Regions from separate parts of the Arachis hypogaea genome. Here region 1 is linked to region 2. Evidence: chromatin contacts called from public Hi-C data. All regions are on one chromosome and are shown on one strand. The core of a region is the stretch at or near the end of the contact, and the rest is flanking DNA. Distances in the headings are between cores, read along the strand shown. Region 1 holds the start of LOC112766291 (cytochrome P450 86A1). Region 2 holds the start of LOC112764382 (UDP-glycosyltransferase 71K2).

Region 1 (3,516 bases), core at 855-3,354, 140 kb after region 2:
CGTCTTTAAAAAAATATTTTTAATGTCTTTATCGGTCTACTACAATAATTTGACTTCCTACTTAAATTCCAAGCACTTAAAAAAATAAACAAAGGCTACTCCTGCTTTACAATAGTTATACGACAGAGGCACAAACTCTCAATTTATCATGATAATTAATCAAATAAAAAGAAAACAAGATTAAATCTCTCATGTTTCTTTTGGTGAAATCTCTGATATCCTGATATAGGACAATAATTAACACAACATATATAGAAATATAAACAAACACCAGTTCCCCCCACTTTAGCTGAGCAACTATATACTATAATCAAATTTTCCACTCACCCAATCCAACAGACCCAACCCCCAAACAAAATGCAAATAGTAAGTAAAATGTAGTAAACCAACATATACAGTTTTTCATCCATAATTAAAATATAAATATAAATTCACCCTTCTGAATGACGAAAACATCCCTCACCAAGTCACCATGTATGTGCTTACGTGGCACCAACCCCTAACATCACAGATTCACAGCCTCAATCTTCCTTGGTTCCAGGAACACCCTGAGCCCATTCTTCATGAACAAAGTGAGTGACATCTTCTGCTCCACACGGTGACCGGGAACCGGCAACAGCCGGTACCTCAAAAGCACAGCCGCAGCCACCGATTTCATCTGAAGGTAAGCCAGGTCCTTCCCCAAACAAGTTCTCGGTCCAGCGTTAAAAGCCACGAACTTAAACCCATCCTTTGGCGGTTCGAACCGGTCTTCACGAATCGAAAGCCACCGCTCCGGTCTAAACTCCAAACAATCTTTTCCCCAAACACACTCAACCCTCCCCGCCGAGTATATCGAATACGTCACCGTCGAACCCGCCGGAACCACCGTGCCATCTGGCAACACATCGTCGGCGACGGCCTGCTTGAAATCCTGAGGCACCGACGGGTACAACCGCAGCGTCTCCGCCAGCGCTGCCTTCAGGTAAACCATCTTGTCCGCCTCGTCGAAGTCCAGTGGTTCCTCCACCCACCGCCGTCGGTCTCCGCCGCGGCTCCGGTTGAGTATCGCCGTGATCTCCGCCACGATCCTCGCCTCCACATTGGGGTGGTTCATTACGAGCCAGAAGAACCAGCTGAGCGCCACGGATGACGTGTCCCTTCCCGCCAAAACGAAATTCAGAACGATCCGTTGCAAGATAGTTGGGCTTAACGGTTTTCCGTTAGCGTCACGCTTCTTCATGAAACGGGAGAGCAAGTCGTCCGAAGGGGATTCCTTGCGGTCCAAAATGGCGTCGTTCATGTAAGTTTCAACTATCTCGAGACTCTCCTTTAACCGTTTTTCTTGTCCGATGCACAGAAGCTTCTGGAACCTCCAAACGATACCTGGATACAAGGATCTGTGCATTGTAGCTTCCGTTGCGGTGTCGAACGCCACGGCAAAAGGGTTTTCTGGTAAATGTGGTGAGAGGGTTTCGGGGTCCTTCCCGAAAGTAAGGCCGCAAATGTTGTCAAATGTAAGGCGAAGGAGAAGGTCCTGAAGATCTACATGAACCTTCTCCTTTGCCGCTTTGTCTAGGATGCACCATAGACGATTCTTGATGGTGCGGTTCACCCACCGTGCCATCGCTTGCCTTAGGGTTCGTGTTGTGAACTCTAAGGCAGCTGTTTTCCGCTGCATGAGCCACGTGTCACCGTCGCTGTTGAAAATCCCTTGTCCTAAGAGGTCGTGGAATGCCGTTTGCCATTTAGGGCCCTTAGGGTAGTTGTCGAACCGGGTTCGGAGTATGTGCTCAAGGTTTTTCGGGTGGCAGGTGACCGTGTAGAACCCTTGCTTGCGCGCCAAGAAAGGAAATGGTATGATACATGTTTGGTACGTGGCTCCAGCGGTGGCGCGGAGGTTGTCGGCTATCCAGTCGTGGACACGGTTCCGGTTCTTGAAGAGGACCGGGAGGCTCCCCACGAATGGCCAGGCCTTCGGGCCGGTTAAGGTCTGGGAAAGGAGTTTGAACCAAAGGAAGTAAGCTGATAGTGCTGCTGCTAGGGTGAGGAGGAGTGGGAGGGTTTCCATTTGCATGATATGATGCAGTAATGAAAGGACACTAATTAAGTTGGACTTTGCATGAAGAACACTCTTTGTTTATATATTTTTGGGAGTGTGACATATGAGAAGGTTTAGGAAGAGTTGTTAGGAATCTTTGTTTCTTTCTTTCTTGTCTAGTAGAGTGGTCAATATTAGGTGGATCATTCGGATATTGATCAATAGTGACGGTACTTGTAGTATTGCTACTAGATGAAGAGTTTCTTGCACGCAAATAAGTTTATATATATTCTTATGATTTAATTTAAATAGGATGGTAAATATATATTTTTGTATTATCATTTAAATATTTAATTATGTAATTAAGTCACATAATTTTTAGTTAATATTAGTTCATTTTTTTTGTAAAATATTTTTTAAATTTTATTTTAATTTTTAAAAAATTTAAGATTTAAAATTAGAATTTAGGCTTAAAAAATATTAAGAGGCCATATTTTTAATTAATATTAGTTAACTAATTTCTTTGTTTGTATAATATTAAAATTTAAAATTTAGAGTTTATGATTAAAAAATTAGTACTTATTTGAGTTTAGAGTATTAAAATTTAGAGTATTGATAAAATATTGGCCAAAATTGATTATTTTTTTGGTTGGGAGTCACTCAGATAAATACGTTTAAAATACTCAGATAAAGACGTTTAAAATATCTTTTTTTAAAGAGATTTTTTAGTAATTAAAATTTAACACATATATAGTGCTTGTTTGGGCACCATTAAATCGATAAAAAATATCTTTTTCAATAAAAAATATTTTTTTTAATGTGTTTAGCAAATTTCTAATAGTAAAAGTATTAGAAAAATAAATAAAAAAGATCTTTTTTAAGAAGTTACAATTTATATCTTTTTTAAAAGATCTATTTTCCTTAAAAAAAATATTTTTCACATAATAAATGAATAAAAAATTACTTTTATCTTATTTTACCCAAACATAATTGATAGATAAAAAGATTTTTTTATATGAGATATTTAAACATAAAATCACTTTTACTTTTGTAAAAGATCTTTTAAAAAATCATTAAAAAAAATCTTTTTTAAAAATAGTATCCAAACAAGCCCATAATCAATTAAACCGTATTATTTTTGTCAAAATTAGACAAATTAATTTGACAAAAAAATGGTGAATCGAATCTTGAACTGGTCTAAACTATAGTCATTTTCTATTAAAAAAATAATATTAATTTAGACCAGTTCAAGATTCAATTCACCATTTTTTTGTCAAATTAATTTGTCCGGCCTAATTTTAACAAAAATAACACGATTTAATCAATTATATGTGTTAAATTTAATTACTAAAAAATATATTTAAAAAAAATATTTTAAACGTCTTTATTTGAGTGGCTTCTTTTTTAATTATGTAGCATTATTTTTTAGAATTTAGAATTTAATATTTAAAATTTAAATTAAAAATTAAAAATTTAAATAATTAAATTGGTTGATA
Region 2 (3,858 bases), core at 615-3,114:
TACCATAGTTATCGTCAGTTGCTGCCTGCTTATGATATCACATTAGAAATTGTTTTTATACTTGTTTTTTTCCCGTACATTGAGCCAGCATACTTTTATCTGCTACACAATATATCAAAGAAAAGTGAATCAACTGTGAGAGTGTTTGGATTACAGTTTGTAAACAGAAGTTTGTATAAAGTTAATTTTATAAAATTAATTTTGATGACAAGAAATTTTGACTTTTGAGTGCATGTAACACAAGCTCATATACTATCAACAAACTCTCCAATAGATTTGAAAGATGATCCACCATCAAGGACAGCATTCCTAGCCATATCTTTCATCTCTTGCACCTTCTTGTGCACAATACTATCTTTCTCCATCAATTTTTTCAGTCCTTCCTCTATCTCATCTGCCATTACAACATCACTTCCAGTTCTATATTCCAGTTTTAACTCCAATGCTAATCCAAACTCTTTCACCATCCTAAAAGCATTCAGTTGCTGTTCTGCATAGATAGGCCATGTCAACATTGGTACCCCAAACCACAAGCTCTCCAAAATAGAGTTCCAACCACAATGCGACACGAAGCCACAAATGGCTTTGTGTGCAAGAATCTCAATTTGTGGCGCCCATTCGCAAATGATTCCCATGCCTTCCATCCATTCTAAGAACCCTTCTGGCAAGGCACTCTCATCATCACTGGCTTTGTTTGGTGGCGAACGCATAGCCCACAAGAACCTAACTCCACTACGCTGAAGCGCCGTAGCTATTTCCCTTGTTTGGGATGGACTAAAGCTTCCCCTACTCCCAAAACACAGAAAAACAACAGAAGAAGTTTCTTGGTAATCAAGAAATCTCAATATCATATCATGTTGGGTTTGTTCTAACTTTGAATTTGGATGAGATTTTGGATTAATCAAAGGACCAATAGCATATATAGGAGGATTTTTCCCATCAGATAATGCATCAATAGCATACTTCTCTATCTCCATAAAAGTGTTAACAATGATACCTTTGGTGTCTATGAACTTCTGCGCTAGCATGTGACATGGAACGTATCCATCTTTGCTTAAAAGAGCATCAGGTAAAACCTTTAAAGGAACAAGATTTGAGATACCTGGAATCAGTATATCAGGATCAGAATCATTGAAAACATCCTCCATTCGACGATTGCGGAGGGAAAGCATGAGACTTAGAAATCCTGCATTTGATGGCATGTATAAATAAGAAGGGATGCTCAGTTCTCTTCCCACATCAATCAGGGAAGCAAACACGAAATCGACAACCAACGCAACAGCTGGTTCCGACCCAGAATTCGGATAGGATGATAAAATGCTTTGCACAGTTTCTTTGACGTGCGGCGCAAGGTTCTGCAAAAAGGTCAAGACATAGTATAGTGGAGCTTTCAGTAGCAGCTCTGGTGGAAGTGGTTCTATTTCAGGGACGTTGATAAGTTCGATTTGTGATTGTGAAGATAAATCTGATTTTATATATGAATCAGAAACGGAGGTGGTAGTGAGCTTGATGCAGAGGATTGTGATGGAAAGGTGGTTATAACGGTTGATTAGAAGTTTTGCAAATTCAAGAGCTGAAGACAAGTGACCAATTCCTGGTGAAGGAATGAAGATCAATTTTGCTTTGTTCTTCAGCTCAGTGTCATCCATGTTCTTTGTTCTTCTTAGTCTTTTAGGCTTCTGCAACCATTAAAGGGCATGAGGAATTTAAAAACAATAATTACAAAGTTTTCAACAAGAACACGGAACTAGATGAGGCTATGGATGATGCGGTGGCCTTGTTTTTCAACAATCTTCTAGATGCTGAGTGTATCAATGTAGGGTCTAATTCATAATGGAAATATAAAATTAAATTGCAGGCTGCAGGGACCCAAACATTACACTTTCAAAAATGATTTATTTATAGGTAGTTGTTTATTGTTTAAGATAGATAGATATCAATCACACGATAACCTACCAAGATTTTTTTCCTTAAGAAAATAGTGCATATCAAAAGTCTGACCCTGCTAGCAATTTGCATACTTGATAACATTCTACTATCTGTTTGTTTATTTATTTATAATATATTAAATCCTAATATATACCAAGTCAAACCAATAATAATATAGATGCGATTGGCTCTCAACAGCTCAATAATTAGTAGCACAATACAAAAGGGCACACAAATATTCAGGCATGGTTTCTTAATTCAAAAAATCTGGTTGGTACTTTAACGACTTTGCTAATCATAAATTTGTTATTGAGGTAATCCATTTTATTCACTAGGTTAGATGTGAACAGCCAAAATTATGATTCATCATTTGTTTTGTTTAGTAGGATCTTATGTCTCAGATAAGCAGAGATCTAATAACTAATTAACTATGTTGCATTTTATATCATTGTTTCTTTGATCTTTCTTTCAACTGTTTAATGTAGTTTGAATGCTTTTAAACTTGATAACACCATTCAGCAGGCGTATATATAAGGAAGTAGGTCACGAAGATGAAAACATTGTAATTTGTAATTTTCCACTAATGATAATAAGTATGACTTAGTGCTAATGCTAATAGCATCATTATCATAGAGGTTTAATCAACATTAAAATAGAGCATATGGGAATAGAAAGATCTGGCAACAGTTTAAGAAAAATTGATAGACCAACTACAATAATTTAATTTTCTAACTTATATTATATTAGTCAGAAAATTCTCTATCACACTAATTTATTCATTGATTCTAAGAAAGGAAAACTATATTCATGAAACACTACAGAATAGTTATAAATTGCTACCTACAATACCCTCAATTAGTTCTTCAACAGAATTCAAAGAAGAGCACCACTAAGGACATCTTTTCCAGCCATATCCTTCATCTATTTCACCTTCTTGTGCACCACACTATCTTTGTCCATCAACTGTTTCAGCCCTTTTTCAATTTCGTTTGCCATTACAACATCACTATCAGTTCTATAATCCAGTTTTAATTCCAATGAGGCATTCCAAATTCCTTAACCATCCAAAAAGCATTCAGTTGCTGTTCTGCATAGATAGGCCATGTCAATATTGGCATCCCAAACCACAAGCTCTCCGAAATAGAGTTCCAACCACAATGCGACACAAACACGGCACTTCCTTTGTGAGCAAGAATCTCCACTTGGGGAGCCCACTCACAGATCATTCCCCTACCTTCCATGATTCTAAGAACCCTTCTGGAAAATTACTCTTGTCGTTGACCTTGGTCGGTTGTGGAGAACGCATAGCCCACATTGGCGCAGAACGCATAGTCCACAATGCTGAAGTGCCAGTGCTATTTCTCTTGTTTGATATGGACCAAAGCTTCCTCTACTCCCAAAACACAGAAAAATAACAGAACATGGTGGCTGCTCATCAAGCCATTTCAGGATACTACCACATTGTGCTTGGTCTACATTCGAGTTAGGATGACCTTTGAGATCAATCAAAGGACCAATGGCATAGATAGGAGGGGTTTGACCTTTAGATAATGCATCAATAGAATGCTGCTCGATCTCGGAAAAAGTGTTAATGATCCCTTTGGAGCCTTTGAAACTTTGAGCAAGCTTATAACATGCAACATATCCACCATCTTTGTTTAAAAGAGCATCAGTTAAAACTGATGAAGGAACTAGTTTGGAGATACCTGGAATCAACAAATCAGGATCAGAATCGTTGAACACATCCTCGATTCAACGGGTTTGGAGGGAAATCATGAGACTGAGAAATCCTGCGTTTGTTGGCATGTACAAATAAGAAGGGATGCTAAGCTCTTTTCCTACATCAATCATGGAAGTGCATACAAAATCTACCATTAAAGCAATCACTGGTTTCGAATCAGAGTTTGGGTAGGAAGATAGAATGCTCTG

What was found. Hi-C and Micro-C count contacts between places; a contact is called where the count stands out from the background.
Region 1: a Hi-C map of leaf shows a contact between it and region 2, with 4 times the contacts expected there. The contact joins the promoter of LOC112766291 here to the promoter of LOC112764382 in region 2. A contact is called at or near these places in 3 of 8 Hi-C or Micro-C datasets (leaf and an unstated tissue).

What each region holds. Positions count from the first base shown.
Region 1 is chr17:28,935,157-28,938,672 of arahy.Tifrunner.gnm2.J5K5, forward strand. LOC112766291 (cytochrome P450 86A1) reads right to left here and starts at 2,105. Exons shown (of 1, transcript XM_025812200.3): 1 at 195-2,105. The coding sequence starts at 2,056. The coding sequence ends at 506.
Region 2 is chr17:28,800,096-28,803,953 of arahy.Tifrunner.gnm2.J5K5, forward strand. It overlaps LOC112764382 (UDP-glycosyltransferase 71K2), which reads right to left and starts at 1,865. Exons shown (of 1, transcript XM_025809938.3): 1 at 171-1,865. The coding sequence starts at 1,649. The coding sequence ends at 246. It overlaps LOC112764383 (UDP-glycosyltransferase 71K1), which reads right to left. Exons shown (of 3, transcript XR_003183130.3): 3 at 2,480-3,635.